4 separate regions of the Sus scrofa genome follow, and regions 2, 3 and 4 are each linked to region 1. Evidence: chromatin contacts called from public HiChIP or PLAC-seq data. All regions are on one chromosome and are shown on one strand. The core of a region is the stretch at or near the end of the contact, and the rest is flanking DNA. Distances in the headings are between cores, read along the strand shown. Region 1 has its middle 100 kb from the start of SCARB1. Region 2 overlaps NCOR2 (nuclear receptor corepressor 2). Region 3 overlaps NCOR2 (nuclear receptor corepressor 2). Region 4 overlaps NCOR2 (nuclear receptor corepressor 2).

The links. HiChIP or PLAC-seq counts read pairs in DNA pulled down with a chosen protein or histone mark.
Region 2: a contact with region 1 is called in an H3K27ac HiChIP or PLAC-seq map of skeletal muscle, with 6 times the contacts expected there. The contact joins two enhancer-like sites. A contact is called at or near these places in 5 of 47 Hi-C or Micro-C datasets (liver and skeletal muscle) and 2 of 2 datasets of contacts at active chromatin or transcription factors (alveolar macrophages and skeletal muscle).
Region 3: an H3K27ac HiChIP or PLAC-seq map of alveolar macrophages shows a contact between it and region 1. The contact joins two enhancer-like sites. A contact is called at or near these places in 5 of 47 Hi-C or Micro-C datasets (embryonic fibroblasts, epiblast stem cells, liver and 1 more) and 2 of 2 datasets of contacts at active chromatin or transcription factors (alveolar macrophages and skeletal muscle).
Region 4: an H3K27ac HiChIP or PLAC-seq map of alveolar macrophages shows a contact between it and region 1. The contact joins two enhancer-like sites. A contact is called at or near these places in 4 of 47 Hi-C or Micro-C datasets (embryonic fibroblasts, fetal skeletal muscle, heart right ventricle and 1 more) and 2 of 2 datasets of contacts at active chromatin or transcription factors (alveolar macrophages and skeletal muscle).

The regions. Positions count from the first base shown.
Region 1 is chr14:28,400,597-28,405,958 of Sscrofa11.1, forward strand. No RefSeq gene overlaps it. Among named protein-coding and RNA genes, the nearest start is that of SCARB1, 100 kb to the left of the region's middle. Within about 2 kb of position 2,840, at least 26 of the 83 cell types and tissues checked have an H3K27ac peak or open chromatin away from gene starts, as enhancers often do. A contact at or near this core is called in alveolar macrophages, liver and skeletal muscle, where this site is marked.
Region 2 is chr14:28,783,664-28,789,025 of Sscrofa11.1, forward strand. It overlaps NCOR2 (nuclear receptor corepressor 2), which reads left to right. Exons shown (of 49, transcript NM_001044576.1): 24 at 306-477; 25 at 5,008-5,172. Among named protein-coding and RNA genes, the nearest start is that of RFLNA, 55 kb to the right of the region's middle. Within about 2 kb of position 3,133, at least 34 of the 83 cell types and tissues checked have an H3K27ac peak or open chromatin away from gene starts, as enhancers often do. A contact at or near this core is called in liver and skeletal muscle, where this site is marked.
Region 3 is chr14:28,704,279-28,709,640 of Sscrofa11.1, forward strand. The region is part of intron 9 of NCOR2 (nuclear receptor corepressor 2); the gene reads left to right. Among named protein-coding and RNA genes, the nearest start is that of NCOR2, 64 kb to the left of the region's middle. Within about 2 kb of position 3,298, at least 8 of the 83 cell types and tissues checked have an H3K27ac peak or open chromatin away from gene starts, as enhancers often do. A contact at or near this core is called in alveolar macrophages and skeletal muscle, where this site is marked.
Region 4 is chr14:28,680,391-28,685,752 of Sscrofa11.1, forward strand. It overlaps NCOR2 (nuclear receptor corepressor 2), which reads left to right. Exons shown (of 49, transcript NM_001044576.1): 7 at 2,082-2,195. Among named protein-coding and RNA genes, the nearest start is that of NCOR2, 40 kb to the left of the region's middle. Within about 2 kb of position 1,986, at least 9 of the 83 cell types and tissues checked have an H3K27ac peak or open chromatin away from gene starts, as enhancers often do. A contact at or near this core is called in alveolar macrophages, where this site is marked.

The DNA of each region.
Region 1 (5,362 bases), core at 1,590-4,089:
GTGCGTGGAATAAATAAACGAACTGTGGGTGAGTGGCAGTGTTGGGGGTGTGAGTGGAGGAGGAGAGAGTGCGGGGCCCGCATCCCCACCGCATCCCCCACCCCCACTTCTCCCCTCCTCCTCTTCCGTATTCAGGCCCCAGGGCCCGCTTAGGGCCTTGTTCGTTGACGGGAGTGCAGGCTTTGGCCACCAGGGGGCGCTGTGGACTCGCCCTCCGCAGGGTGGCCCTGGTCCAGGGTACAAAGACCTGTGGGCCTGCCTGAGCCACGTCTGTATTTTTGAGGCTCTGGATACATTAAGAGTAAAAAAAAAAAAAAACCCTGACGGATCAGGGCTGCATAACCTGTGCTCCCTTGTACGTTTACGCTGACCATGTTAACAGTTTCCACACATAAAGACGCCCAACGACATTCCCGTGTGAAATTGCAGGGTTTGTAAAGTTATTAATTAGCAATGTCCGCAGAGGGCAGGATTGGCTGACTGGGAAATGATTCGTTCCGTCTGGGCGGCCGGGCAAAGGACAGTACATTCAACCCTGGCTGGAGAATGGCTCCTGAGTCTGTGTGGCCACATGGCTGATCCCCCAGGGACGGGCCTGATCCTCAGCAAAAATCTCAGAAGCTCAGACAAACTCTGGGCCCTGGTGAACCAGTTCTTCTCCTAAAGCTGGTTGTTGCTGACATTTATTTTTTTTTTTTTTTTTTTTTTTTTTTTTTTTTTTTTTTTTTTTTTTTTTTTTTTTTTTTTTTTTTTTGTCTTTTTTGTTGTTGTTGTTATTTCTTGGGCCGCTCCCGCGGCATATGGAGGTTCCCAGGCTAGGGGTTGAATCGGAGCTGTAGCCACCGGCCTACGCCAGAACCACAGCAACGCGGGATCCGAGCCGCGTCTGCAACCTACACCACAGCTCACGGCAACGCCAGATCCTTAACCCACTGAGCAAGGGCAGGGATCGAACCCGCAACCTCATGGTTCCTAGTCGGATTCGTTAACCACTGCGCCACGACGGGAACTCCAACTTTTTTTTTTTTTTTTTTTTTTTTTTTTTTTGTCTTTTTTGTTGTTGTTGTTATTTCTTGGGCCATGCTGACATTTATTGAGTGATTTCTACACTGTTTTCTTTCTTTTCAAAAAAATATATTTTTTTTTTTTTTTGTCTTTTTGCTATTTCTTGGGCCGCTCCCGCAGCATATGGAGGTTCCCAGGCCAGGGGTCAAATCAGAGCTGTAGCCACTGGCCTACGCCAGAGCCACAGCAACGCGGAATCCGAGCCGCGTCTGCAACCTACACCACAGCTCACGGCAACGCCGGATCGTTAACCCACTGAGCAAGGCCAAGGATCGAACCTGCAACCTCATGGATCCTAGTCGGATTCGTTAACCACTGTGCCACGACGGGAACTCCTCAAAAAAATATTTTAAAAATATATTGTCTTACTTGCTCAGGGTATAGTCTGTCTGTCTGTCTTTCTTTCTTTCTTTCCTTTCTTTCTTTTTTCTTTCTTTCTCTATGGCTGCACCTGCGGCATATGGAAGTTTCCAGCTTAGGGGTCAAATTAGAGCTGCAGCCGCCAGCCTACACCACAGCCACAGCAACATCTGAGCCACATCTGTGACCTATGGTGAAGCTGGCAGCAACGCCAGATTCTTAACCCACTAAGTGAGGCCGGGGATTAAACCTGCATCCTCTTGGACGCTATGTCAGGTTCTTAACCCACTGAGCCGTGACAGAAACTCCTGTTTTCAACCCTTGATATGAGCTCCTCTCATTGTCCTCATAACCCAGGTAAATGCCTTATCATCGCTGTCCTCATTTTACCCATGAGGAAACAGGCTCCGAGGTAGAGTAAAAGTCCAAGGACTTAATGACTGGCAGGTGTCAGAGTCCGGATTTGAGTCTCAATGGCCAGGTCCAAGGCATGTGTTCTCAGCTACTGTCTGAACATCTCTTGTGGTTCAGTTAACCAAGACCTGTCACTGTTTTTTTTTTTGTTTTTTTGTTTTTTTTGGCCATGTCCTCAGCATGTGGAAGTTCCCGGGCCAGGGATCAAACCTGCACCACAGCAGTGACCCAAGTCACAGCAGTGACAACACCAGACCCTTAACCCCCTGCATCACCAGGGAATTCTGGGAAATGGTTTCTGTCACTAGCCGCCAGAGACCTCATCTCTAGTATCCCTTCTGGAATCAAGCTAGGAAAACCAGCTTCGAGGAACATCATTTCCAACCACAGGTACAAATGGGTGCTGCTTCTGGAGAACCTGAGATTGAAAGACTCATTCCAACCCCCAGCGCAAGCCCAACTCCATCCACAAAGAGGCTCTGCATGCCAGGCACGTGCCCAGCGTCTCCCAGATAAGCCCCCAGCAGGGGACCCTCCAGGCTCATTCCAGAGAGGTTGCGAATGGGAGGGGAAGAAGAGCAGTCCGAATAACCATTTCTAAAAATAGTGCTTGGCTCCCTCCCACCCACAACAAAACCCCAAAGAGAGGGCAAGAGAGATCCAGGAAGCCTCCCTGGATGTTTGCCAGAGGGATGGCTAAGGTCTGCTGCTTCAGTGAGGGTGGGGGCCCTTTCTCTGACTTTCCCCTCTGAGGGCTCAAGTGCCAGCTCCTGAGGGTTCCAGGCGTGTCTGTCCTGAGGGCGAAGGCCAAATGGCAGTGTCTTGGAATCTGGACTCAGAAGTGTTTCCAGATCTCCTGGGTCCATTCGTCATGAAGCCTGAGCTGCTGCAAACTTCTGGGTTGAAGAGGAAAGTGGGGGTGGGGGGAGCTTCGAGATGGAGATGTTTGTTTTTCACTTCAAGTGACAGATGTTTGAGCAATATTAGCCACGATGCACTTTTCTGCAAACTAGATCTCATGCACCTCCCCGACTTCCATTACGAAATGCAACTTCCACTCCCCCAGGGAAAACATCTCAGCAGATGGGTTGAAACAGTGTGGTCTGGAAGGCGTTCGCGTGGTGGCTGGGACCATGGCAGGCTCTCAGAACTGTGGAACATTCTTCTGGTCTCTGGGCTCTTCCGTCTGGGTCCGTGGCCCGCCCCATCTGCTCTTCCCCGGGCTGCTGGAATTTCTTCCATTTTAGGGGACGGGAACTTCCAGAAGAGACACGGATCTCTGGCCCTGCTCAGGGTATGCTCAGCCTTGTGGGCTCTGGCTGAGGCAGCAGCATCTGTTTGGGGGAAGGACGTGGTTTCTCCCATGATATCAGGCTCAGAGATTAGGTAGACGGCAGGGTTTGGAACCTAGAGCCATTTGCGGAAGAGGCCTGGCCATGCTGTATCCTTCAGGCAAGTCACTTGTGCCTCTCTGTGCATGTACCCCTCTCTGTCCGACAGGAGTTTTTTTTTTTTTAAACCATGAATTCATTTATTTACGTATTTATGTATGTATGTATGTACTTATTTATTTTTTTACGGCTGCACCTGTGGCACATGGAAGTTCCCAATCTATGGGTTGAATCAGAACTGTGACTGCCACAGCAACTCTGGATCTGAGCCACACCTGTGACCTATGCCACAGCTTGTGGCAATGCCAAATCCTTAACCCACTGAGTGAGGCCAGGGTCCAACCCATATCCTCATATATGATATGTCAGGTTCTTAACCTGCTGAGCCCCAGCGGGAACACCTCCAGCAGGAGTTCTAATTCCTGCCCCATTGATTTCACAGTTTCTCATGAGGATTGTAAAGGACATTTTATGCACCTCAAGATGAAAAATAGTTTGAAAAGACTTTCAAATGGGTCACAAAGTACTCCTGGAAGGAACCCAAACATTCAGGACGTGGTTTATTGAAGTATTTCCAAGGTCTGGTAGAGCTGAGCTGTAAAACCGGACACTACCAGAAGGTGTCGCTGTCAAATACAGCATGGGCATTCTCCCCTGCGAATCACTGGCAGATATCCTAGTGCCTAAAACCGGCTTTAAGTGGTTATGTGTATATCAGGGGAGGTGAGTTCAAATGCCCTTGGAGCTAAGCAGCATGTAAATTTGCTCAGAAGGCCAGGTATTTCTCCTTTGAGTGGTAGGGTAGCTAGTGGGGGAAGGTTTTATCTGCCCAAAGCTTAGCTAGAGACCTAGTGGGTGTGGCTGGGGACAGTGATGCTTTCACTCTCCAAAGCGGCATCTTTTCTACACTTTTAAAGGCACACAGTTGACACTCGTTATTGCAAAGACTGCAATGAAATTATGTTAAAGTGTGAAAGTGAGGCTGTTACATCTGTAGTTCAAGAGAGTGGCATTTTGTGTGTTGGGCTCTGGGCTAATGACACCCCTCCCTCTAGACTCCAACGCAGGCTGCCTTTCTGTCATCTGAGAACCTGGCTTTGTCTGCAGTCACGCTGACTGACTGCCTTATGGGAATGCAGGCTATTGTTGCCAGGTCTTTCCATTTTTCTTTTTAAAAGTTTCAAGGGAAGCTGTTTTTTTAAAACGTGAAATCTCCTGATTTTCAATTATTGGCAACATGTTCCAATTAAATAAAATACTCTGTGGGCCAAACCAAACATGTCGTGAACAGGACTTCGTCTGTTTGTTTTCTGAGCAGTATTTGCCTTTGCTTGTGACTTGTGTAATTTAAGAATACGTGACTGTGGCGATCCACCCCTTTCTGGAGGTGTTTCGGTGGGTGTCTTGCATCAGCCCAATTCACTGAATGTGTTTAACTTGTGAACAAACAAAGTTAAACAGATCATACTTTGGGGATTATAAATAGCAACAGCTGAGACACTAGTTTCTAGAGTCAGACAGAGCTGGGTTTGAATCCCAGCTCTGCTATTTACTAGCTCTGTGATCTTGGGCAAGTCACTTAACCTCTCTGGGCCACAACATCCTCATCTGTAAAAATGAGCATAATAAAAATACCAATGTGGTTGCCATTAGTAGTCTGTACGCCAAATCTTCCACCTCCTGGGCACATGGGAGGAAGGCACTTCCTGGCCCCCTTGTGGTTGGGTAGAATCATGTGATTTCTTCTGGCCAATGAGATGAGAATAAAGTATCACTTGTTGGGCTGCAGCATTCAATTGCTGGGGTGAGAACCTTCAAAACTCCTATCTATCTGCCCTGGTAACAGGCAACGCCTGAGATGTTGGGTATTCCTTCAGTTTGGGTCCCAGAATGAGGACTACACAAAATATGACCCCATGTTGTCTTCTGTACTGTGAGCAAGAAATAAACTTTTGTTATTTTAAACTACTGAGATGTGGGGGACTGTTTGTTACTGCAGCATAACCTAGACCATCCTGCGGAATGCAGTAAGGATTCAAGGAATCAAAGTATCAAGGGGACTTAGCACAGTATCTGGCACATAACAAAGACTCCATAAATAATAGATTCTTTATAGTTGATTCAACAAATAT
Region 2 (5,362 bases), core at 1,883-4,382, 380 kb after region 1:
TTTGTCAGCCTCCATCTCTCTGGGACCCAGAAAGATTTGGGGACGGGGGAAGGGGCTGGTGGGGAGGTTAGCATTGGTTCCCGCATCCACTGCCAGCCAGCTGATATCAGCGGGGACATCCTATACCCTTTGTGTAGAGCCCTGCCCTTCCGGCCCTCGAGCTGTGTGCCCCCTGGGTGTGTCACTCCCTCTTCCAGGCCTCAGTTTCCAGGCTGGTCACACACAGGGGTTCTGGAAGGCTTCCCCTGATCTCTGTGACCTCTGGGCGGCCTGTCAAGACGCTCACTTCTCCCTGCCTCTCTCAGCAGGTCACCAAAGTCCACGAACCCCCCCGGGAGGACACGGCTCCCCCTAAGCCAGCTCCCCCTGCCCCACCAGCACCGCAGCACCTGCAGCCGGAGGGTGACACCCCCCAGCAGCCCAGCAACAGCCCTCGAGGCAAAAGCAGGAGTCCTGTGCCTCCTGCCGAGAAGGAGGGTAAGTGTGTGTCGGTGGCTGAGAGAGTGTGAGTGAGGGCAAATGGGTGGGCATAGCGGCATTTGTGTGTGCAGAGCAGCTGTTGCAAACTCCATACCTACAGTGTTGGGGCAGGCCAAGTAAATGAGTAAAACATGTGGGAGTGAGGCAGTAGGGGACGGTGGGGACTGTGGCAAATTAGAGAACTCCTGGTTTTTTCAAACACAGGCACACATTGGCCTCAGCCGTGTTACCACGTAGTGATACAGGCCCGCAGTTGTCCTTTCAGAGAAGCTAGAAATCAATCTTTCCATGTGAAATCTAGTTTCTCAATATTGGCAACTTCTCAAAATTTTCAAAAGTGTTGTGCATAGACAAAAACATGTCTGTGGCTCCGCCTCTGGTTCCATGTGATTCAGTCCACACATGAGCTTCTAGACCCACAGATGAAGCTCAGTGCCAGCTGGCAATAACTGTGATCTGGGCAGGAAGCGCTGCCCCCTCCAGCCTTCACTCTGACCTTATTCCAGGCCAAGGTCCCTGGGTTCACTAGGGAGCCAGTGGGGTGATTCCCCAAGCAGCTGTGTTGCAGCAGCTGCGTTGCAGCAACTGCCCAGGGCGTGCTTTATTGTCACCACGTGAAGCTCAAGGTCAGGAGACAGGTGGGGCGTGGTTTCTTATTCTCTGGATCTTCTGTCTTTGCCCCGCTCCCCACTGGACCCAAGAAATCTCAAGCCTCTGTCCCAAAGGGGCACTCGTCCCAGATCAGCCTGTCCTGTCCCAGGCATTGGGGGCTGACCCTACAGAGGGTCCCCCACTCTGGGCTAGCCCAGGCTCCTGCAGGCTGCTCTAGGGCTCTGAGGGCAGCAGGACCCCAGGTGACCCTCTGTGATCAATGCAGCCCAGGGACAGGTTCGGGCGGCTAAGGCCACCTGCGCCCCCACCCCCACCCCCCACCAGCCTTGGGTATAACAGCGTCCTGCTGTCTCTAAAAAGCCACGCTGGCCCTTGGCCATGGGCCTCCCTGAGGGTGAGGCCATGTGCCTGTCTGAGGACAAAGAGCAGGGCCGTCCCTGAAGCAGGACAGCTCCACACTTCCTGCAAGTGACTCCCCAGCTAATCAGCCCACCTCAACTGCCTCCCCATGGCCGCCTTCACCTGCCGCAGGAAATCCGGATGCCACCCATATGGACCAGCTTATGGCCACAGGGCAGGATGTTCTTCGAACACCTAGATTGCTCAGCACTGTGCCAGGCAGCGGGGGGGGTCAGCAGGGAATAGGATCAAGTCCCCATTTGGAGGAGCTGCTGTTTTTGTGAATGAGGAGGCCCTTAGACCAGGGAGCATGGCAGGAAGCCAGGTGACTTTAGAGTAGTTCATGCATCGAAAGAGACAAGACGGGAGTTCCCCTCATGGCACAGCAAAAATGAATCCTGCTAGGAACCATGAGGTTGTGGGTTTGATCCCTGATCTCATTCAGTGGGTTAAGGATCTAGCATTCCCATGAGCTGTGGTGTAGGTCACAGATGCGGCTCAGATCTGGTGTTGCTGTGGCTGTGGTTGTGGCTGGCAGCTGTAACTCTGATTCAACCCCTAACCTGGGAACCTCCATGTGCCGTGGGTGCGGCCCTAAAAAGCTAAAAAAAGAAAAGAAAGCGACAAGACAGAGGGAGTGAAGAGGGGCTCAGGGAAGTGTCTCTGTAAAAAGAAGGTAGTTGTGGGACAGTCTGGGGGAAGGGCATTCCAGGCACAGGAACAGCACATGCAAAGCCCTAGGGTGGGAATAAGTTTGTTGTGTTTGCAGGGCTGGTGGGAGGTGGTGGCACTGTGGGGATTTTGTCTCAGGTGCAGAATGAGCCTTTGCCAAAGGGATTTTAAGGGTGTGTGTGTGTGTGTGTGTGTGTGTGTGTGTGTGTGTGTGTGTGTGTGTGTGTGTGTGTGTGTCTGTGTGTGTGTGTGTGTGTGTTGGGAGTATCAGGCAGTCTGATTTATAATTTAGAAAGCTCTCTGGCCATTGTTGAGGACTGGGGCCACGGGGAGTGGGGGCAGACGGAGGAGGCCAGCGCTGGTCACAGCCACACTGGATGGAAGGAGGGCACAGAGGTTCTGTTTCAGGAGCAAAAGGACCTGCCGATGAACCCAAGTGTGGGGTTGAAAGCAGGATGTCTTCCTTCTCCTGGGACCCTGCCGGCCACCCACGCTGGGATGGGGACTCCCCACAGTTGGGGCGGGTTCTCTGGGCAAGACTGTTGTGTGAGACATGGGGTCTGGCTCTGGAAGGACATTCCAGGGCCGGGGCGCCAGCCCAGGGCGGTAGCTGCCTAGCAATGTCAGGGGCCCAAACAGCTTTGGCGGGCGCCAGATCCAAGCTGGGCTGGGCCACACTTGGGTGGCAGGGCACCACATGGGGCCAGGCAGGGCCTGCTGGGACAGGTCACAGGCCCTGTCCTGGGAGAAAGTGAGCCACTGCTGTGGTTTCTGAGTCTGGCCCCTGGCCCGTTGGCACAGCGGAGGGCCACGCTGTTTTCCTGGAATTGCCCTCTGCTCAGGAGACGGTACACCTGGCACCGGGCACCGTAGCCTGGCTCACAGTTCAGCACCTTAGGCACATGCGTGAACCTGACACCCAGCACTACCTCTCTGGTCTCTCCAGAGCCTCCCCGCCTCCTGGCTCCCACGTGGAGCAGCTCCGCCCAGCCCATCCCTGGGGCTCCCTGGGCCCAGCTGGAGGAACAGGTTGTCTCTCCAGGCTCTGGGCCTCCTGCCCAGCCTGGCCCGACCCCAAGGTTCCCTTCCAACACCGGAGGGCCCCCCCCCACCCCGGTTCACCCTGGCTTCTGTCCCCGCCCACTGCAGCCGGAGCCGAGCTGGAGCCAGCGGCCCAGGCTCGCACAGGGTCGGGTAGCTGGACAGGGGAGGTCCAGGGCATTTGTGGAATTTCCGGGTGCCTCCTTTAGGGGCTGGCTGAGCATGAGAATCCCCACCCCACTGCTCCCCGCAGCTGTGACCCTTTCCTTGGGCCACCTCCTTCACCAGGCACAGACTCAGGGGGAAGTTCAGTCTCCCCTCTGCCCAGGAGAGAAACAGAGGATGTGCCTCTGCCCCACCTGCCGGCACAGTGGGCTCCACTCACCGATGCTGACACTCTCGCCTCCCCTTGACGGGCCTTCAGAGCCTCCTTCTGTCATCTGGAGGTGGCCCGAGGGAGGACCCTTGCCTGCCATTCCCATCCCAGGCCTGATGTTGCCAAGTCATCATCAGCCAGTTAGTCCCCCGGGGTTGGTCCTCCAGCCCAACACCAGTTCTCAAGCTAGAAGTTCAGCGCTTAGGATGGATTTCAGCAGAGAGAGGCCAGCGGGAGAACGCTGTGAAGGCGGTGTGGCCTTTGGTCGTGTCTGGGAGCTGTCCCCAGGCCTGAGAATCCAGGGCCTATGGTTGCTCCTCTTCCTGTGGTCAGCGTGCGTGGTGAAGGGTAAGGTCACTGCCTGTGGCCCAGCTCCCTGCATTCAGAGTTCCCTCTTGTTGGCTGTGGGCCTCTGACCTGGTGACTTGGCCTCTCTGAGCCTCTGTGTTCCCGTCAGCAAAATGGGGATAATAATCGTCCATTCCCTGTAGGGTGTCGCGAGGATGAACGAGTCAGTTCACGCAGAGCACTTCGTTGGAGCCTCCCAAGGACACCCCCAGGGAGCGTCAGCCTCCGCTGCTGTCATGTTATCTGCAGCTGCAGTGGCGGGGAGGCTAAGGGGTCACATCCTGACTGGGCCAACTATCTGCTGGGGACTGTAGATTTGTCTATTGATGTGTCTGTATGCAGCTTGCTCTCCACGTGCTGGGCCTGGGCACCCTCTTCCTTCTGAGCCTGTGAGGAGGCTTCTTGAGTTCATGCTTTTGTAGGGCTCAGCCCAGCGCCTGGACGTGGTACGCGCTCAGCAAACAGGCTGATGTATGCATGCTGTCACCCCGGGCGTCTGGGCCCTTAGCCACGCCTGACAGAGCACACGTCCGAGGATCTCGGCAAGCCGTTCTGACCGCCTTCATCAAGGGAGAGGTCAGCAAGCCTCTTCCGGAAAGGGCTAGATAGTAAATATTTCAGGCTTTGCAGGCCAGACGGTCTCTGTCGCAACGACTCAGCTCTGCTGTAGATAATAAATAAACGGGTGGACGTGACCGCATTCCAGTACAAGTGTGCAGACGAGATCGGGGGGGGGGGCGGGCCCTGTGCCGCCATCTGCCACCCCCTGGTTTGGAGGCTCGTCCAAGCCCCTGCTCCCCCGGTACCTGGGAAGTGCCTGTGGGATTTCCAGGGCTGGCATCGGGCTGCTGAGAACCCCCGGGGCACATGTGCTTGGCAGGACATCATGGGAGTCATCACAGTGCCTGGCCTGCAGACCTGGGGGTTCCATCACAGGCCCCCTGTCGCTGTTGGCCGGGACCCTCCCCCAGCCAAGGCTGGCGCTGCAGGCACAGGGCAGGTCTCGTTTGAGCAGCATAGCTGGGGCGGGGGTCTGAGGGCTGGCCCAGTGTGGCTGACTGCCCTCCTTCACCCCTCAGCAGAGAAGCCCGTGTTCTTCCCGGCCTTTGTGGCGGAGGGCCAGAAGCTGCCCACGGATCCCTCATGCTGGACATCAGGCCTGCCCTTCCCCGTGCCCCCTCGCGAGGTGATCAAGGCCTCCCCGCATGCCCCTGACCCCTTGGCCTTCTCCTACGCCCCGCCTGGTGAGTAGTTCACCCAAGCCTGGCCTCCTCGCTGAGTCAGCCAGTGTGCTATCATTGGGCACCAACTGTTTGCACTGGGTGGAACTGCATGCAAAGGATCTTAGGGTCTCATGGGACCTGGCAGGAGGGATGGTCCGGTCAGTGAAGGGAAAGGGGAACGTGGAGATCTGAGAAATCTGTGGGATTGTGG
Region 3 (5,362 bases), core at 2,048-4,547, 300 kb after region 1:
TGGCTTGTAGACTTCCCGGGCAGGTAGAACAGGTGGTGCAAGGTCCTGGAGCTGGACCCAGCTGATGGGATCACAGAGAAGGCCGGCATATCCCGAGGGGGTAGGTCAGGGAGAGGAAGGTGCTGAGCCACAACAGGAACGCCTAGTGAGGAGTTTGGGTTTTGTTACCTGCATAAGGAGGCCAGTACTGAGGTGTAACTGGGAAGTGATGTGAGTGGACTTTTGGGAGCCAACGACCCAGGGGCAGGTTGAAGGCCACCAGCGTCTGGTCCCTGTGACTAGTCACTCTCGATGCTTCAGTGGCCCCATCTGTGAAATGGGAATCATAATCGCTGCTGTCTTCTGGGGTTGCTGAAGATTGAATGACATGCTATCCCTGAAGTGTTGTGCTCCGTGTCAGGAGTATAGGAAGTGTTCTGTGATTTTTGTTCTTGCTTTATCAACAGAGACCACAGGAATTATCCTGGGAATTCCCGTTGTGACTCAGCAGGTTGAACCCGACTCATATCCATGCGGATGCGGGTTCCATCCCTGGCCTTGCTCAGTGGGTTAAGGATCCGGCGTTGGCCGTGAGCTGTGGTGTAGGTTGCAGACGTGGCTCGGATCTGGCGTGGCTGTGGCTGTGGTGTGGATCTGGCGTGGCTGTGGCTGTGGCGTAGGCTGGCAGCGGCGGCTCTGATTTGACCCCTAGCCTGGGAACTTCCAAATGCTGCAGGTGTGGCCCTAAAAAGAAAAAAAAAAAAAAAAGAGTTATCCTTCCTTCCTTCATTCAGTGAATATTTGTGAGCACCTGCCCTGTGCCAGGCACTGTTCTGGGCCCCGGGGAGACTGCAGCAGATGGGGCTGACATTCTGGTGGTGCAGACAGATAATAAATAAATACGTCTGTGATCTAATAACAGCTTGATGAGGATGATAAGGCAGATCAGGCTGGGGCTGGGATGGAGCGCCCCACTTCTCAGGTTGCCGAGCCTCCCCAGCTCTCCCTGGCTGGCCTCCCCCCACCTCCCTTCTCCTGCTGCTGTAATTGCCACCAGGTGGAAGGTCATCCCCTCCCGGAGGACCTTGCCCTGTCACTTTAATTTCTCTGTGTCTGCACGCCTCGGCCGCTGAGTTAAAGTTAATTTCACGCTTGACTTCCTGCTGCACCGGCAATTTCGGATGTGTTGAAGTCACCTGTACCCACCTCGACGGCTGTCCTCTGCCACTGGCCTCTTTGGGAGATGTGGGGGTGGCTGCCCGTGCTCCCGGGGTGGGGGAGGGCAGGTGCGGGATACTTGCTTGGGGGGGGGGGGGTTCTTAGTCCCAGACCTTGGGAGTGACTCCTCAGACTTCTCAGGCTTTGAGAAGCAGCGGAAGGGCCTGAGGACAACCCCAGAGCATCACTGGGTGCTCTGTGGAAGGGCTGCCCTGCCCTCTGCAGACAGGCCCTACAGGGAGAGCTCTGGGCTGACTCACTGAGCCAGGGAGCCCAAAAGCGATTCGGTGAAAGGGCGGGGAATTGATGCAATGGTGACTGTTGCGGCTCTTGTGTGTTCTGCTGTGGCCACCCTGTCATGTTAGACCCTTCTTTCCTCTCCTCGGGGCCTGGGAGCCTGGTGGCTCCTTGTGTCTCTTCCTTCCCGATTTCCTCCTCTTGCAGACCTGCCACCTTCAGGGTTTGGCTGGTGCCCGGGGACCGGGCAGGTAGAAAGGGCTCTCAGGACTCAGGTTGCTGGTAACAGGACCTCCTGGTCTTGCTCTGGAGGTTCAGAGATTTTAAGGAACTTCCCCAGGGCCACACAGCCTAGACCTGCCCGATCTGCACACGCAGCGTGCTTTTCTTTCCCAGGACTGCAGTCCGGCCACTGCCCCCTGTTAGCCCGGTCACCTCGGGCAAGTCACCTCACTTTGTCAGTAAGTTGGTCTCCTTGGAGAGTCATTTTAACATGGGAAAAGTGCTTGGCCCCCAGTAAGCATGGCTCAGACATCAGTCACCCCGGTCTGACAGGATCTCCCCCAAGGCATTCAGGGCCCTGCCCGGGCTGCCTTCCATGGTTGCAGGGGGCGGGTCTAGCTTTCCCCGAATGCCCCACTTTCCCCCCTCCAGTTCACTGTCACCCTTAGTGCCCTGGAATCCAGTGCTCTCCTCACTTCCTTCTGCTCCCTCGATTCCTCTGCTTCTCCCAAGTCTCAGCTCAGATCTCTCCTCCTCCAGGAAGTCTCCCCTGACTGACCAGGCTGTCTTTTGGCAGGACTTCCCCTTAGGCTCCAGGGCCAGTCCCACCCACAGCGTGGCCAGACTCTTCCTTGAATGTCCAGAGACTTCCTATCTCCTTTCTGCTCCTTCCTAGTTCCCATTCCCCTGCCTAGTCCAGTATCAGCCGACGAGGTCTGTATCTCTTTATCGGTTGTGCTTTTTAAATCCTGACTTCTCCGGGAGACTGTAGATAGCCTTTGCACCCCATAAATGTCTCTACTGGTGAACTCATCGTGTTGCTGGTCCGTTGGCCCTCCAGAGCTCTCTGAGAGAGACTCTGTTCTTTATTTTTGCCAGACAAAATCTCAGCAGAAAGGATTTGTCTGCAGTAAGCTGTTTGCAGCTGCTATGCTTAAACACTGCTTGGGACAAAACAAACACTCAAAAAATGTGCCAGAAGAAGGTTGCACAAGCAAACATCCCAAGCCAGATGTCCAGGGGCGCACAAACCCAGATGCTTGCCTCCAGGGCGGGGACAAAATGAGAGTGGGAAGGGCTGGTGGGAGGCAGTAGGGAGTGGTGGGGACTAGTGGTGAGCTCGTCACTTCTAAAGGGGCCAGCAGGCCTCAGTTCCCAGCCTGTGGCCATGAGGGAGTATGGCCAGGCTGCCTGATTTTTCTTTAGGAGAAGCTTTAAGTTCAGCCCTTCCTGCAGGAGCTTCTGGTTTTCAATACTGGCAACGAATTCAGATTTTTTAGAAAGCACCACAGTCCAAACACAACAGGCTCACGAGCTGGCTCCCACTTGGTGGACTGTGCCCGTTTGCAACCTGTGGACTTGACATTTGTCCTCTTTGGCAGTAAGCAGATGCTCCTAGGTGCCAGGCATGGTGCTTGTTTTGGAAGGAAACCCGGATCAGCCTGGGAGAATTCATGCCCTCCAGTAGCTTCAGGGAACAGAGGCGGCTGCGTGTGTCACCTCTGCCCCCACGAGCCTTTGTTCGCACTGGGGCCTCTTCAGCTTGAAGCCACAGCAGCACTGCTTGCTGAAGACTGTTACAGGCTGTGTCAGTTTCCTCGGGCTGCTGGAACCCATCACCACAAACTGAGTGGCTGAAAACTCCAGCAGTTCGTTCTCTGGAGGCTGCAAGTCCGGAGTCAAGGTGTAGGCAGAGCTGTGATCTCTTGCATCGTGCGTCCTCCAGCTTCTGGTGTTTGCCGGCATCCTTGGCCTTCCTTGGCCTGTAGATGCCTCAACCCTCCATCTTCACGGGGCCTTCTCGCTGCGTCTTTTCACGCCACCTTCCCTCCGTGTGTGTCCGTCTCCATGTCTGAATTTCTCCTTTTTATAAAGACAGCAGTCACATGGAATTAGCACCTGCCCCCCCACACCCTGCAAAGACCTCATGCTTCATGACCTTCAAGACCTGATTTCCAGATAAAGCCACATTCTAAGGTACTGGGGGGTTAGGACCCCAACATCTTTTTGGGGCGATGCATTTAAATTCATGATATACATCAAGTCCTCTGCAAACTCTAAAGTAAATTGTTTGATCTCACTGTGGCATTTCAGCAGATTTTGTCCCTCTTCCCCCTCCCCCACCACTCCCTTTTTATTCTTTTTATGGCTTCCTGGTGGCATATGGCGGTTCCCAGGCTAGGGGTCAAAGCGGAGCTGCAGCTGCTGCCCTACCCCACAGCCACAGCAACATGGGATCCAAGCTGTGTCTGTGACCTATACCGCAGCTTGTAGCAACACCGGATCCTTTAACCCACTGAGCGAGGTCAGGGATCGAACCTGCATCTTCATGGATATTGGTCGGGTTCTTAGCCCACTGAGCCGTAGTGGGAACTCCCCTGACCCTGACATTTTTGAAGAACACTGGTCAGGGGTTTTGCAGAATGTCCCACAATTTGGGTGTGTCTGATATTGTTTCTGGAGGGGCTGGGCTTGTGGATTTGGGGGAAAAGTCCCGCAGAGGTGAGGTGCCCTCCCCATCATGACACAGGGGGGGCACCTGCCACCCCCAACTGGAGGTGTTCGTGTTACTACAGGTGGTGTTGACCTTGACCCCCCCTACCCCCACCCCCACCAGGAGGTGTCAGACATGTCTCTCGTGTTGCTGTCTTTCCTGTCCCTACTCTGTGCCTTAATAGCAAGTTACCATCCAGCCCACTCTCGAGGGGAGGGGAGGGGAGTCCAGCTGCACCTCCTGGATATGTTTGAGGGGCGGATATCAAAGAATTTGTGGACGCAAGTTAAAACTGTCACAATGATTGGTATTTATTTGGGGGAAATGCTTTGAGGCTGTGCACATTTCCTGTCTCTCCTCCAAGTTTTGCCAGTTTAAGATTCATGCAAGGGTCTTGCCTGAAGCAATTACCACTGTGGTATCTAACAGTGATCTTCTGCTTCCTTCAGTCCTTTGATGTTTATTAATTGGAATTCGGGGAGTTCCCGTTGTGGCTCAGCAGGTTAAGAATCTGACTCAGTATCCATGAGGATGTGAGTTCAATCCCTGGCCTCCCTCAGTGAGTTAAGGATCCAGCGTTGCTGTGGCTGTGGTGTAGGCCGGCACCTGCAGCTCTGATTCGACCCCCTAGCCTGGGAACTTCTTTTTAGGTGTGTCCCTAGAAAGCAAATAAAATTGCAGTTCTGTAAGGAACATTTGTCCTTTCTCCCTCATTCATTTATTTATTCAATCACTTATTTATATCCATGTGGACACATGGATATTTATTTTATTCTTCCGGTTATAATCTAGTGTTATTTAGCTTGCCTCTTAAATTGTTCCAGCTTTGGCCATCTTTTCAGGTTAGGTCCTGCCTGTGTCCTTCTGATCTTGTTTTTCATTTTTAGCATTTGTTACTTAAAGATGTCCTGGGCTCATCTTGTGTACTTCCTGCCCTAGCTCTGGACTCAGCCATTCTTCCGGGAGAAATACGGCTCTTTTTATTGGAGGATGGTGTTAGAGACCAAGATCTTGGTGCCAGTGGGCTCATTGCTCTTGGGCTGACATCACTTCTTTTTTTTTTTTTTTGAAGTCCAGATCCTCTCCTGTGCCCCAGCCCACAAGACCGTGTACAGCTGGCTCTGCCGGTCTCACTCCTCCCCTCCCCTGTCCCTGCCCCACCTCCAGCCACATGCGTCTTCTCTCTGTTTTCTGCGTTTGTCCCCACTTCAG
Region 4 (5,362 bases), core at 736-3,235, 280 kb after region 1:
TGGGGCTGTTGCTTGCTGGGGTGGGGGTGGGGGGTAGGGGAGCTGAGGATGGTCCAGCAGCTGGGTTGGTCATGGAGACTCATTCAGCTGTCTCAGACCCGGGGGGGCAGTCTGTGGGTCTCCAGGAGGCCGACTCAGTGTGTGGGTAGGCAGGCCCTGGTTGAGTCTGGCAGGCATCGCCAAGGCCTGTGGCGTTTGGGGATCTTTAGTCCCCCTAGACCTGGCTTTGGGATGAGGCTGAGTCGTGTGTACACTTTTGACTGCGACCGGAAGCCCAGGGGGCCCAGAGCAGCCCTCGATAGTCAGATTTTAAAGAAATTCTCCTTTGGCATTTTTTTTTTTTAAAGGTAAATTCACAAAACATAAAATGACTCATTGTAGGATGAGTAATGCAGCGGCATTTAGTACATTCATGGCATGGTGCAGCTACCCCCTTCTATCTAGTTCTAGGACATTTCCATCAACCAAAAAAGGAGACCCCATACACATCAGCAGTAACCCCCCAACCCCAACCTGCTTACTGTCTCTATGGATTTGTCTGGACATTTCCTATAAATGGGATCATAAAACACATGGTCTGCTGTGTCCAGCAGCTTTCACTCAGCATCGGCGTTCACCCCCGTTGCAGCCTCTATCGGCTTCAGTCTGTTTATTGCCGAATAATATTCCACTATATGGATGGATCGACCACATTTGTTTATCCATTCATCAGTTGGTGAACGTCTGGTGTGTCTCCTTCTTTTGACAGTCGGGAGTAGTGCTGCTGTGTGCTTTTGTCTGAGCATCTGTTCTCAATCCTTTGGGTCTGTAGGAGGAATGGAATTGCTGGGTCCTGTGGTAACTTGTGTTGCACTTTTAGTGCCTCAGGGAGGGCCACCTTCACCCACTGGTTGGAATCGCCTTTCTGTCCTCCCTTTCTGGCTGGGTACTCCTTCCATTTCTTTGCTTAATTTGTTTTGCCCTTTTTGGAGGGATTTAGTTGTTTTGCCCCATGCGAACTGCCCTTCTAAAAGCCACCATCAGGGGTCACTGTGGCATTGAGGCAGCTCAGCTCAACCAGCCAGGCCTTTGTGCCCGCAGCAGCCAAAACTGGATTTTCTGGCTCTTTCTGTGTTTCCCTCCTCGTGGCCACCTTTTTTTGAGTTTATAATGGTCATTTAAAAAAATGGTTTTATTTTATCTTTTTGCTCCATAATTGTCATGGGCGCAATGTGTGAGCCTTCTGTGCAAAGAACAGTGTTCTCATCTCACCCAAAACGCCCTGTCAGATTGTACCCCTGGGCCTTGGCCTCCTGTGTGACCTTGGGCCAGTGTCTTACGCTCTCTGGTCTTTGCTTTCTCTTTTTGCTAGAAAGCAGACAGTAGCTTGAAGGGAGGTCCTTAATGGTGTTTGGAGGAGGAGGGTCCAGCGTGAGGACCACAGGCAGATGACGATGATAATGACGATGATGAGAAGCTGGTTGTTAGGTGTTTAGTGCTTTGCATGCATCTGCTCATTTCATCCTCATATCAACTCTAGGATAGAAACTTTAATTATCCCCATTTTCCAAATGAGAAAAGTGAAGTTTAGCAGCTTCTCAGGGTTACATAGCAAGTAAGTAGTAGAAATAGGGAAATAGGGTTCCAGTCTGGACAGTTTGGCCCCAGAGTTTCCAGCCTCTCCTGAGGATGACGGCACTTGTGGTGGTAATGATGGCTAGTGGCTGGTCTTTAGCGCGTCCCCAGTCTGCACTATGCATGCATTAACTCATCAGGGTTAATGAGCCCACTTTACAGATGAGGAAGCTGAGGCACAGTGGGCTTAAGCTGTTTACTTATGCTCACCAAAGCTGGGCTTGAACCCAGGAAGGCTGGTTGTGAGTCTGGAGTTGACCCTGGTCAGGCCCTTCCCCGTGGGAGCTGAGAGAGGCCCTCCAGGGCTCGGAGTCCCTGCGGGTGACTCAGAGGAAATGGTTAGCAGCCTGACTTCCTGTGCGGGGCCACCAGCCCGGCTGCATGGGGGCCGCCCCTCCGCCATGGGGGTGCTGCCTCTCTTCCGCCCGCCGGCGTGCTCACCGCTATGCTCTCCCCGCTTCCCACAGCAACAGCTGGAGGAGGAGGCCGCCAAGCCACCCGAGCCTGAGAAGCCTGTGTCACCGCCGCCCATTGAGTCGAAGCATCGCAGCCTGGTGCAGATCATCTACGACGAGAACCGGGTATGCCCCACTCCGCCCCCTGGAGCCCCCACCCCACCTTCTGCTTGCTGTGTGCTGGCTGCCAGGCGGGATGCAGGTGTCCCTGTGAAGCGTCTGGCTCTCTCCACCCCCAGCCTCAGTGTTTCCATCTGTGAAATGGGGACCTCTGCGAACAATCTCCAACCCCTCATCAGACTTGGGTTTGTGAGTGGGAGGAGGAGGGGCGGCTAGTGGAGACCCATCTTGGTGTGGCTGTGTTCCGTTCTGCTGAGACACACAGACTGGTGTGGATGTTGCCTGTGAGATACAAATAGAAATGCAGGCATTAGGTCATAGGAGAGCTTTAGGGGCCAGTTGATCTGTGGAAGGATGGCAATAGCTTAGGGACTCATGTAGAAGAATTCCTGTAATGCAGTAGACAATAGTAATATTATTCATCATAACAGCAAACATTAGTTGAATAGCTTCTCCTTTTCAGGTGATGGGCCAGGTTTTTTACGTAGCAGTCCTCAGAGGGTAGGCACAGTGATTGTTTCCATTGAACACAGGGAGAAACTGAGGCCCAGAGAGATAAAGTGACTTGTCTGAAGTCACACAGCTGAGAAGTGGCGGACCTGGGATTTGAACCTGTAGGCCATCAGTCCCAGAGCCTGATTCATCAACACCGGCCTCTGCTTACATTTAGCCCTGGAAGGGGCCTTTGGGGTGGTAGAACACAGGTTCTGTAGCAGACTACCGGGGCTTCTAGGGATCTGTGGAGGCCAGCTGCGTGGTGTCTGGAGGAGGCTTGGTCTTAGGGGAGGGGCTTAGGGTACCAAGAGCAGAGTGTCTCCCAGGGGTTAAACTAATAAGGCTTGAGCTGCCCTAAAGTGGAATCTGGTGTCCTGTGAGATGGTGAGTTACCCATCTTCCCATAAAGCCACTAAGGACTCACCTTCAGTGATTGACAGTTGACTCTTTCCAAATATGCTCAAGGCCTGTATTCATGGCCTGCGTATTCTCCCTTATTTCATAGATGAGGAAACTGAGGCCCAGAGAAGGATTGTTCCTTGTGTGAGGTCACACAGTGAAGTGTGACAGAAGGAGGACCTCTCCTCCCTGCCTTGGCCCCTTTGGTCCTCTCCTGCTCTGGGCTCCTGGTCATATTTCCCCGCTATCCCTGATATGGGGTCTGACCCTGGCTGCTGGATCAGTGCTCAGAGTCCAGGTGGGAGCTGGGGAGTGCCTGGTGTCCCAGGGCCAGCCTGGATGGGAACATGCAGTTGGTACCTGTGCCTTATGCTCCAGGCAGGGACTACTGGATCACCTAATTTAGCTATGCCTCTGCCTTTTGAAGCTGCAGTGGATGCAGGCTGAGACTGAATTTGCTGGGGCTTGGGAGCTGGGAGCTGGGCCTTGCAGGGCTGGTGACCCTTCTACCCCAAGTAACATGAATAACAATCATAATGACAAGAGAACTAAGGGGCCGCATGTACTTTAGCCAGTTGTCCAGGTTCAGATCCCATTTCTACCACTTCCTGGCTCTGTGACCTTGCGCAAATTACTTAAGCATTGCTTTGACTTATGTTCCTCACCAGCAAAATGATGATAATTGTAGCACCTACCTTATACTGTGGTGTGGAGATTAAATGATTTCATATGTAGCACCTTTAGAACAGTACCTGGCACCATGTAGGTGCTAGCTGGTACTGCTAATTTTTGTCATTGTTGTAGTCATCATTATTCTTTTCTTCTTGTTATTGTTTATGTTTTGCATGACTTCATTTAATCCTCTCTAAGCATGTATAAGACAGGTACTATTATTCTCTCCATTTTATTCATAAAGAAGTCAAGGCTCAGAGAGAGAAAGTGACCCACCTGAGACTGCATAGCAAGTTGGCTTTGAGGCTGGGGATTGGAGCCAGAGTTGAGTTGGCTTTAGGAACTTGTGGCGGAGGGGACAAATGCAGAGAAACTGAATATGTCACCCCAGGCAGCCCCTCGCCCACCCTCCCCGATCCTTGGATGGGAGAGCAGGCATGGTTTTCTTCAGCAGCTGTGGAGGCAAATTGATGGCTTTGCCCAGGATGTCACCATAGTGCCCTGGGCCCTTTCTGGGGACCCAGCCTGTGGGGGTGGTCAGATTCTAACCGGCTGGAGCCCTCAGCTCTCCTTAGCCAGGCAGACTCCAAGGCACAAGCCTTTGGTAGCCTCTGTGGGAAGCTTGCTCCACCACCCATCCTGGCCACTCACCCATTTCCCTGAGAGTTTGCCTAAGCGGTAATTTGGGCATCCCCTCCAGGTCTCACCACTTTCTCCCCAAAGAGCTGTGGCTGCAGATCTCATTGTTCTTCAGCTCCTTGGACTCAGCACTCCCCTTCCCGCAACAGCAGTTAAGACACACCTTCTTGGGTCTCACCCAGGGCGATCTTGCTGCCAGAATTACAACCTCCTCCTGCTCCGATTTTCTGTAGCTTTTGTTGGGGGGCAGTGTGGAAGTAGAGGAGGAGGAGGTCTGGATTCCAGTCAAGCCTGTGCCCTGATGGGGTGGGTGGTTTATTTCAGTTCCAGATCTTTGGTTGCCCTGGGTCCTGGGCTCATTCTTAAGGTCACAGAGTTGATGTGGCTGAGATGGTGGCTGCAAGGGCTTTGTAAACTGTGAAGTGCTGTACCAGGAAGGATCTAGTAAGTTAAGACTCTTGGATACAAGAGACAAAAATTCAGCTCAGTCTGATTGAGGCTAAAGAGGGGGTTATTGCATCTTGTATTAAAAGTTGGTATTAGTTTACTTCAGGTATATGTGGATCCAGGTGCTCCCATGAAGATGTTTTGGAAGGCTCTGGCCCCACCTCTACTCTTTCTGTGCCAGTGTCATTTCCAGGCATGGTTTCCCAGGACATCTAGGAATGTCTGCCAGCAACTCTAGGCCCACTTATCCCTCTCAGAAATTCCTCCCAGCAAAGATCTCAGGGTTGGCTCTGATTGGCTGGCTGGAGACACACACTCACTTCTCAGCCAATAATGAGGCCAGGGGTTTGACTGCACTGATTGGTCAGAGCTGGGTCTTAGGCCCACCGCTGGGGTCTGGGGGTGGAGACAGTCCCACCCTCACCCTGTCCCAGGGACTAGATAGAGGAGGGGGCTTCTCCCAAGGAGAGGTCAGAGGCAGGGAGTGGAGGCTGGTGAGGCGTATGCAGCCTGTGCGCCCC